2 separate regions of the Mus musculus genome follow, and region 2 is linked to region 1. Evidence: chromatin contacts called from public HiChIP or PLAC-seq data. All regions are on one chromosome and are shown on one strand. Each heading gives the region's core, a stretch centred on a gene start, on an enhancer-like site or on the middle of the called end of the contact. The rest is flanking DNA. Distances are from core to core; before and after follow the strand shown.

What was found. HiChIP or PLAC-seq counts read pairs in DNA pulled down with a chosen protein or histone mark.
Region 2: a contact with region 1 is called in an H3K27ac HiChIP or PLAC-seq map of neural progenitor cells, with 3 times the contacts expected there. The contact joins the promoter of E130114P18Rik here to the enhancer-like site in region 1. A contact is called at or near these places in 3 of 484 Hi-C or Micro-C datasets (cerebellum, muscle stem cells and stem cell-derived neural progenitor cells) and 4 of 115 datasets of contacts at active chromatin or transcription factors (embryonic forebrain, neural progenitor cells and stem cell-derived neural progenitor cells).

The regions. Positions count from the first base shown.
Region 1 is chr4:97,436,148-97,441,484 of GRCm38.p6, forward strand. No RefSeq gene overlaps it. Among named protein-coding and RNA genes, the nearest start is that of Gm40207, 22 kb to the left of the region's middle. Within about 2 kb of position 3,349, at least 13 of the 459 cell types and tissues checked have an H3K27ac peak or open chromatin away from gene starts, as enhancers often do. A contact at or near this core is called in cerebellum and neural progenitor cells, where this site is marked.
Region 2 is chr4:97,581,373-97,586,709 of GRCm38.p6, forward strand. E130114P18Rik (RIKEN cDNA E130114P18 gene) reads right to left here and starts at 3,219. Exons shown (of 3, transcript NR_015513.2): 1 at 3,176-3,219. It also overlaps a transcript of Nfia not described here.

The DNA.
Region 1 (5,337 bases), core at 2,099-4,598:
TCATATGACCCGAAAAGTCATGGCTTTAAGAATTGTTTTAGTTATTTATAAATGTACTCTATTATAAACTATAATCACCTTTCTGTACTATAGAGCACTAGAACTCCTATAAAAATAATGTGCATACAAAGTCAGTTTTAATACCTGTGTTGATAAGCTGGAGAATAACCACTAATATAAGAGCCAAACACAAAGTACCAAAATCAAGATCTCTGTAACAAGTTCAGTAACAGCAGGTTTAGCTAGGGAACTTGTGACCTGGTGATAGCTGCTATTGCTAAGTAGAGGAGAAATCCACAGTAGAAAGGCCCTACTCTTTCCCAAGAAGAAAGAGAACAAACTTTCCCCGCTACTATTATAGAAGTTTCATAAAACCTTGCCCACCAAAATATACTAGAAAATAAATAGGACAATATATCCTTTATCTAACAAAGTAAAAATCACCTCATATCTATCCTGTTCATTGTTCATTGAATACAAGTTAATGAAGAACGGTAGCATCTTCTAAGAGTACCTGGAAAACCACACCAAATTCTCAGCCATGATACTCATAAAACGTAAGAGAAAAGCATTTGTTGAACACTAGCATGTATGCCTCAATCCTTTATAATTACCATATGTTTAATTATTACTCAACTACAATGTCCATGGCATATATGAGAAGAAGCAAACTGATTAGTTTCAAATAGAAGCAAAATGAATAGTACTCACTTCAACCATGAAATGAATAATAGAGTCAAGACTCAGATTCATCTTGCTATCCACCCAACACTACGACTAATGACGAAGAAGATGATGAACAAGGTGAAACTCTAACCATTAGTTGTCTCTATTAAGAATTCTCTAGCACCATGTAGCTATCTAACTGACAAAATCAAAGAACTACAATCTGACTGTTGAAATATGCACCATCTCCCAATATCTCTCATGCTGGAGATATTACTCACAGACATCTTAGAGATGAAATTCTCTAAGCATAAGAGTTTCTCTACCCCAAGTCTTCAAGCTGTGCTGCCAGGTCCTGCAGGGGGAAGTTAAGAAGGAAATCTTGGTATCTCATCTCAGCAACTCATTCATCTGTTTATCCTTCTGTTTCAAGTAGTGATATCATAGTTCCTTAAACTATACTAATCACCATGAAAACTGTTTACCCTTTTCTGTGTGCACTTCAATATTTATACAACCTTACAGCGAGTTACTCAAGAGTGACTTCAATAGTGTGGGGGATCTGTTTCTTGATTGGTCAAATTAACTTCACATGAAGATTTCTTTATTTTTTAGACATATTGTCCTGTCAACACATAGTAACACAAGTTTAATTAAAACTCAATCATGACTGATTCTCAAGCCTCACTGTGGATTAGAAGTACTGGTTGTTTAGGTACGAACCTAAAAAGATCTTAATTTGGTAAATCTATTATGCATCCCAAAAGTCTACATTTTGATAATCAGGCATTATAGCATAGGCCTATAATCCTAGGACTCATGATTCTGAAGTAGGAATAGATCTTAGTAAAAGTCAGCTGAGATTACATATTGATATTCTATTTAAATAGTAGGGAGGGGCAATTCCCCTCTGAATACTAGCTAGGTCTTACCCTAGATAACCTTTCATTGATAAGTATATATTGAAAATAAAATACATTTAAACAATGGAATACTATTCAGCTGGTAAGAAAAAGGAAATTTGTAGGTAAGTATATAGATGTAAAAACAATCATCTTAAATACTGTAACACAGATTCAGAAAGACAAATATTACATGTTTCCCTTTTGTGGGAATATTAGGTTTCAAGCTTTATCCAGAGTATCCACAGAGATTGTGTAGCTGTAAGAATCCAGGGAGGGAGAGAGTATATTCCAAATAATGAAAAATAGAATATAGTGTAGAAAATGATAAAGGAAAATGGAAAGGGGGATGAGATGGAAGGGTGAAGTGGGTAATATGGAAAGGGACAACTAATACTAAAGACTTTTGAAAAGTCATATAGAAATCCACTACTATAGAAGTTTCCTAAAATAAATACATGTACGACGGGAATTTAAATGGAATCAACACATAATGGAGAGACAATAAAATCTCAACTAAACATCAAATGCTAACAAAACAACACCCCAGACCCAGGGATAGGTTACATCTTTTTGAGTTATTGAGCATAAGGGATCTAACAGACATCCCACCACCCAGGGATTACTGACTATAGCCAATGCTATACATCCCAGTCTCCTAGAACTTGATGGAAATCGTCTTTTGCTTCTTAATAATATGGCTTGTGTTTTATCAAAACCCATAAAGCCTATACATCCCTAAATGTTCACTCCTAAGGAATGGTCTCTTGGGAAATGATCAAAGACAACTGCAAAGACCTCCTATGAACACATTCAGTGCACATTTCTTTATGGATAGAAAACCAAGGAAGGGAAAGAGGAAAGAAACAAGTTGGGAAAGAAATGGAAAATAAAGAAACAGGAAAGGAACTTTCCAACAGCAAGACACTGAATACCAGAAAAATATAAAAATATAATTAGTACAAGGCCTACTACAGGGTTCTATTTTAATAACTTATAAAACACTATGAGAAGTGGTCTGGTGGTGTTTCTCAGTTCTTAGAATTCTTGTCTAATGTGCAAAGCCCTGTACATTATCAGTGCTATGTAAAATCAGATGTTATGATGTATACCTGGACTATAGGAATTCAGGAAGGAGAAGTAGGAAGATTAGAACTTTACAGTCATTCTTTGTTACATAACTATTTCAAGGCCAACCTCCGTTACATGAGACAATAATGGTAAAACCTGAGAACAAATGATGGATGGACAGTCCCTAAACTTCTGTATTATGTCTTTACTGTTATTTTTAAGTAGTCTTGCCATAGAGTTCAGGTTGGCCTTGAAGTTACTGTGTAAGCTGAGCTTGAAATAGCAATACTCCTGAGACAGCTCCCCACTCTCAATGTAGCATGGATTATAGACATATGCCATCATACCTGGGCCTCTGCATTCGTTTTTATAACTTCATGTGAACCTAAAACCATCTCAAGAAGTTCAATGAAAAGTAAATAAAAGCAAATACTCAGCAAATAACAGCATTAGGATTCATACCTAATGCTGTTAGCTCTGTCTGAACTTTCTCAGCAGTAGCAGTGCTAAACTGGTCTCAAGATGTTGTTGTTTGGCCTTTCTTCCTTGACCTTGTCCTCTCAGGCTCCTGGGGGACTTGACCTGACTGTAACTTTGCAAAGTGCAGCCTGCTGTCCTGTGTTGCAAAATTGTCGGAACCACTCCTGACGACCATTTGCTAGGACTGCCAAGACCAGCAAGGGGCAGCCTGCTGGTTTTCTTGCCAAGGAGGAGCAAAGGAAAGAAGGTAAGAGTCAATGGGCATTTTGCCTACTGAGGACTCTGGGAATGGATGCTCCATAGATATGCAAATTGAATTCTGTGTAATTTGTGCTTTTCAATAACCTCAGCATGTGTTGGATATGTACAAAAAGAATTATAAAATAAAATTGCAGACAAAGGGGAAAGTCAGAACGCAGAAAGGAAAAGAATTGGTTTATTCCACAAGCCAAACAACAGGTCATCATAAATTCGCCAGCCATTAGCTCTTCAGTTGCTTGGAACAAAGAGATTGAAATGAAATGGTCGGGGGTTGGAGGGCAGAATCACAGTTAACTGTGAGTAGCTGGCCTGCTTCCACTTGGCCAACCAGACAGCTCAGAAAATTGGCCAGGGAACTGCCTTGTGACATGTGCCATCTCACTGGGACAGCCCTCATCAGTTTGCAAACTAGCCACAGCTCTTCCATATGTCCAGGGAGCCACTGGGAAATGTTCTCTCAAGTAAATCATGGGGTTAAAAAAGTCCAACTGGGGTTTAGGATAATAGATCAGTGGTAGTGCATTTGACTCACATATGCCAGCCCTGGGTTTGATCTCCAGTGCAACTGAAAATATTAAAAAAAACAAACCTACAATGTTTTAAGTGGCTACCAGCTGATCTATAGTTACAAGTCCCATCCCTCTAAAACTGTAAGATGAACAAGGTACAAAATAGAAGTCTGAAGGTAAAACCAAATAGGTGAGGGCATGAGAAAGAAACTGAAAGAGAAGATAGTGATGGAAACAATAGTAATCATTGCTGCTAATGCCCTGCTATGGTTGGTCTGTCACTCCCACCTGCAGCCCATCATCAGTTTTCCTTCAAATCCAAAAGCAGCTGTCTACTCAGGAGCAGAGTCCCAGTGGCCCTCCCACACATTCTTAAGTACTGTGAAGATGGCTGTGAAACGGTCTCCTAGTCAGACAATGTCTCTCTCCATCACCACACTCACTTGCATATCCATTTTGAGTTGTCTTTTATTTTGCCCATTCCAATAGAATCTGAACTCTTTGACAACAGTGTCTAGAGTTCAGTGATGGATTCCAAATGCCAACCATTGGGCCTGGTTCATGTGAGCTACTATAGTAATGTTTGCAAATGACTGAGTGAGTTTTGGATGGACAGAAGGTTAGATGAAAGCTAGGCATGTTACTTTCCATACTTGCTACATGAGTTAGTGCTTATTAATTCCATTTTGCAAATGAAGAAAGTAATGTTCAAAGAAAAAAAAACTAATCATCTGGTGTCTTACCTTGTGAATGACCATCTTTTAAAGGTGACATTCAGCCTCAGAAGCAGGACATAATAAAGACTGGGAGAGGTTTGAGCAGCAAATGAATGGATAATAAAAGAAAACAGAAGGAAGAAAGACTGGGGAGAAACCAGGGCTGAGCTAAAGCAGTTGTGCCTGGGAAGAACAAGGCTTTAGCTTTATTTGAAAAATAAGTAACAAAGTCTAAGTTGAACATAAGCCAGAAATCCATGATGTCATATTAGCACAGAATCAAGAGTTTAAGATGGGCTCCCCAATCCTATTTGGCTCTAACAGCAGGTGTAGACTGGAATTGGAGATTTGCAAACTGGCCAAGGTCATCCTGATACTTCGAATGCAAAGGAAGCTCAACAGAGATTTGATAAATAAGCAGACAAGCTCAGAGATTTTGCTGTCTGCATCAGAAAAAGGAAAGGGGACAGTTTTGCTTAAATGAAGTAAAATAATCTCCCTCTTAAAGACAGAAGTCTCATGGACCCTGCCTGCCATAATTCTCAGAGTAATATGATTTTTGACAAATTCATTAAGCAATAAGACATGGCAGACTGTAAATTGCTCTACTGCTAATTTATGTCCACCCTATTGTTAGGCATCTGGCCAAAACTCTGTCTTATCTGAGAGCAAAGATATAAATGGCCATTGTGTTGCCACAGTCTGGAATACTTGTGAGGATCAGAGAGTGAT
Region 2 (5,337 bases), core at 1,969-4,468, 150 kb after region 1:
ATGTGTAGCACAGCAAAACCTAAGCAACAAACACTTTCTAAAATGCGCAGTTCACAATCTTGAGGAGGGTGGCTGTGAAAGACAGATACTGAATCAGACTTAGAGTCTGAGTTGGGGGGAGGGAAAAAAAAGCCCCAAACGTTGCATGATAGTCTCTAAGCAGTTCCATCTGTCAGGCAGAAATTTTAGGCTAATAGCCTGTGGCGATCTCCCTCCGCAGTCCACTACCTGCCTTTGTCCTATTAAATCTCTTTATTCTCCTTAAAAAAAAAAAAAGCAAGGGGGGGGGGGGTTGTTGGAAGGAAAGGAAAAACCTTGCAGACCAAAATCATCTGAGTGATGAAGCCCTAATTTTAACCACCTCCCTTTGATGTGTAGCAGTGGGCTCTTGTTTTAAAGAGAGAGAAGGGAAGACAGTTCTAGCAGCAGACTCCTCATCTCCACTTCACCTTGCCACTGGGTCTGGGAGAGATTGGTTCATTGTCAAGGAGATTTTTTTTTTACCCATGATTCCATATGGTATGGACCGGACTACATGTTGCCCCACATGCCACTGCAAATGTTTTCTCAATTAGGTGTCTTATCTCCCGTGAGTTAGCATCAGATGAAGCTTGCTGACAGCGTAATGGCAGGGAAAGCTTCCGACGGCTCCATCAAATGGCAGCTTTGCTACGACATCTCGGCCAGAACTTGGTGGATGGTGAGTTGGCAGCCGGGACTGCCTTTTTTTTTTCCTCCCCCCCCCCTTTTCTACTTTCCCTCCCTCTTTGACAAAATGTCCCAGACCTCACATTCATCAAACTCACATTTGATTTTTTACACTCTTCAGTGAGGCTGCCTCGCACTGCTTGCTCTTACCACCCTCCCTCTCTCTGCCACTGTGCAACTGGAGTTCCCAGTAATGCTTGCCCTTGTTTTCCATGGGACGGTATTTGGTGTGGGTTTTTTTTTTTTAATATTAAAAACATTTTTAAGACTGTCAAAGTTTTAAGGTGGAATTCTGTATTTTAGCTATGGATGTCTGCAGATTAAAAGAAAAAGAGCTGTTTGCCCTGCCCCTTGGGTTTCGCGTCTTCTGTCTAGCTTCACACCCTCCTCACTTTTGATTTTTGAGAACTATGGGGTCCATGGTTCTCCTTGGCTGTGAGATTTTACTAGGGATGCATATCAAACCTTGGACTGGTGCATGCAAGCCCTGCCTGTGAGAACCCTTTCATGTCCCAGTAATTGGAATGCTTTAAGTCACCTGTGAGAGTACTCTAAGGCTCCATTCGTCATTTTCCTCAGGGGACCAGAGCTCTGACATCTAACTTTTCCATATCTGTTTATATCGGAGCAGACCTTCCATCTCTAAGAACCACCAACTTCGAGTGGAACGGACCCACACACCCTTTCTTTCCATTTCTCTGGGCACAAGAAAGTTTCAGGAACTCCTAACTTGTAGCTGCAGAACGAGTTAACTCACATGTCATGGTCAACCAGGCCAGACAACCTTTGACTTCTGGGATCTCTAAGGGTTGGGGTGAAGTGGGAGGATGGACAATAGCTCATTGTCACAGGAGACGCTTGTCCTGTGAGGAAGAGAGTCCCAGAATCATTGCTGTCCTCGTTAGGGTGGTGTCCGTTAAGGATTAATTCGTTAGCACCGCATTCCTAGTTTTCCGTAATTATTATTCTTACAGCAAGCGTGAATTCATCCAGGGAGTGAGAAAAAAAAAAAGTTTGCTTCCAGGACAATGAATGTATTATCCGTTCCTAACTGGACCGTGAACTTCAGCTCGTTTCACATAGATATCAGTTTAAGAAAAGGAGAGTGTGTGTGATGTTGTAGGGGGAGTCTGAGGACTGGGATTTCAAAACAGGGCATGGTTCACTGTACGATCTACAGAAAAAAGCACTCTCCCTTCCTGGACAAATGGTGCTATCCTTTTGGCAAGGCGTAGGAATTCGGAAGACTGAGACTTTTAAAAGTGAGCTACTGCAGGATTCTATTCGGCTGCTGCCTGGGACTCAGTATGTCCATTCCAAGGACTTGAGTAAAAGTAGTTGTGGGTATGTGTGTACTTGTCTATTTTCTCTCGTAATTTCTTACCTAGACGTCTGAAACTTTACCAGTGGCTACAGAACAGTATCACAGAGCGCTTTTGGCTAATGAGATTCGCAGTCCTCTATCTCTTACGACCCTGAGCGTATTCAAGGCATTTATTTTCCCATTAGACTTTCTGCCAGCAAGAACAAGGTTTGCTTGTATGAGATGGTCATATTGCTTCGATTCACACAGCTTGTTAAGCACTACAAATGAATTTACTGATTAGATTGGCAATTATTTTCTACGCTAAGTTGTAAGCTTGAAAAAAAGGGGGGGGGGACCTGCTCTCGGGAAAAACATTCTTTTCCCTTACTGTACTTAGGCGGTCCTAGATTTTATAGACTGTTAATGGTAAATCCTGTCATCTTTTTTATTTCTTGCAAATATCACCAAAGGCTTCTCTAGAGCAAGCGCGTTCTTTCTCTCTCTCTCTTTCCTAGTTTGGAAAACTGTAATTTCTTTTCTGTAAAGTTTACTTGGAAGTTGCTCTTCATCTAAAATTATTTTGCAGATGTTTTACCACAGGGAATATAGTGTATAAAAGTGGTGGGAACACTTAGCAATGCATTTGACTCAAGATAAACAATACAGAAAGCTCACACGCTGCTGTTTAGGCTGCATACTGAAAAGAAGTTTCTCGGGACTTCAGTGCCTCTTGATTTTTGCTTTGAATAAGGGGTGAGAAATCTACAAGCTCTTTAGAGAAGATGTAGGAAATACCACAGGAAATAAATCAAAATTTTAGTTCCCTTAAGGGCAATTGCACACCATAGAATTTTAGACCTACCAGTTACAAATAATTCTGATGTAAATTTTCCAGTTTTGGTGGCAAACTAAGGAAAAGCTTTTCTGAAGGATGAAACAACTAATGAAAAGAATACAAATTTTACATTTTATTTCTTTAGTTCTCTCTCCTTGAATAGCCCTCACTCCTTCACCCACAAGATCGCCACCTTACTAGCCCAAACAATTTTTCCAAAGTGAAAAAAAAGGAAAAGAAAACTCCTGGTTTACATCGTTCCTCTAGCAAAAGACAGTTCAAGATCTGAATTTCACATTAAAGGCAAATAAAGCTTTAAAAATTACCTCCTGTGTCATCTGGCTGCTCAGACTCCAGGCTCATAGTGGGAACCTCCGGCTTGGTCCTCCCGGCATACAAAGGCAACTCAGTGAATGCCCCCTCCGCCCATGGAGACTCGGCCTCAGCTGCCAGCTCCGGGATATGCAATTTTGCTTTTTAATGAATCGTAAACAATTTGTATGGCAAATGAGTTTGTTTGTTTTAGTTTGGGGGCATGTGCTGAGCCAGGTTGTACGAGGTCATCACCTATTCCAGGATTTAGGTGCAAATGGGTGGAGCTCTGGGTCACTTTTTAATTTTTTTTTTCTAAATAATAAGGACACACTAGGATAAAAGAAACCAGTCAATAAAAGATTAAGAATAACAAGCCCTCTCCCCCTTCCTTTTCCTCCCCTCCCCCCATAACTGCCCTGGCTTACAGTGGAGTTTTGTGCCCTTTCTAATAACTAGCTGGAAAGCATTTGCATGACGTAACCAACATTTCTTATGGGTATAAGTTTTAGCATTGTCTTTAAAAGACTACTTCCACTTTAAAAAAAAAAAACAGCTATTTTATGATGAAAAATACTGACATGGGACATCTCCAGCATCACTTCTTAAAATTAAAAGTTAACACTTTCCCGAAGGCTATTGGAGATAAGAAATTAGAAAGATAGTTTTTATATGAAAGTGGTGAAAAAAAAAAAAAAAAGAAGAAGGTGCATGGGCTACCCCAGCGTGTAATGAAAACTTTTATTCAAAGCCACCAAGTTGTAAACAACTGAGAGGTTGACAGGCAACTGGGTTCAAGCATGCACATTCTAACAGTAATTACCTTTGGCACGGCCACTTATGAGAAATCTTTTGATATCTGAGCCACTTCTCTAATGCTTTAATCATGTAAATCAAGAAATAGATATTGCGTATCAACTTCATCTCACTGTGTTGTGACATCTCTAGTTGAAACTTTCCGACAGAAAACTAAAGAGAGTACTTGCAAAATTTTTCTTCGCTCCAAATGAATCTGAAATGCCTCAAACGCATACGTATGCTCCAGAAGGGACTCTCCTCTCTTAGAACACCTCCATTCTCCCCATACAGCTTCAAAACGAAGGCAGAATAATTCTTCTCCTGGTCACACTAAGTTAGCGACAAGGGGACAGGGTTGATTATGGGAAAATTTGTCTGTGAATTTCAAAAATACACGTGTCTTTCTTCTATCATTCAAATTTAAGATTTATGATGTCTAAAGCAAAAAAAAAAAAAAAAAGTCCTGGGTGATGCTGCAACCAGCTGTTACTCAGGTCAAATTCCCAACCACTTATTTTGTGACAAATTTTTCTTTTTAGAAATTAATACATTATTTTTCAGTCAATAATTGTTGTTTAACCCAATTGTTTACAACTCAAACTTGTTTTAACAGTAACATGCTTGGGCAAGAAGGATCTGGTATGCCTTGCAGTATAAATATCTATTTTCTAAATATGCATGTAAAAACATGTTTCTGTGAAACCTGCTTTATTCTGCTTACCAATTAGAAGCCATCAATGTGCAGTCTACTTCCACAATGGCTCGAAGCTCCAGGTTCATGGAAACCTCTTGCCTGTGCTTGCTTGAATTCATGTTGTGAGCCACATTTCCCATTTCAACTTTTAAATGATTGTCAACTGAGCAACTTTTCCAAATGACTGTTTTCTGCGTGCCTTTGAAGGTACTGCCTAGTGAAGATTTTTCTAGGAATTGGCACTAGCCTTTCAACATAATGACTGAAATATTGGAAATTGCTTAAATGGTAATAAATGAAAAGATTCAAAAACGAAGAGAACCAGGAAATAATAAAGTGTAAGGTAGTCTCAGTAACTGGGCTAATTTTAGAAAGTCCATGGAATACCTATGTATAGACCTTGAATTTAATGCATTTTTATGCTCTTCTAAAATATCTTTATACAGCAAACTGGCCTGATCTGAGCTAATTATTAAATGAACAACTTTAACTACAACCCACCATTGTATGTAACCATATCATTTCTAAGAATATCCACCAACCTCAGATGTTTCTATGCCCTCAAAACATTCTTTTTCTCTCAGTAATAGATTCTAAGAAAAATCCAAATGAGGTGGTAGGGTTGACTTTTTTATTTTCTTCCACATACATTAAGAATGTATCCTTATCGTTTTCTTTGAGGTC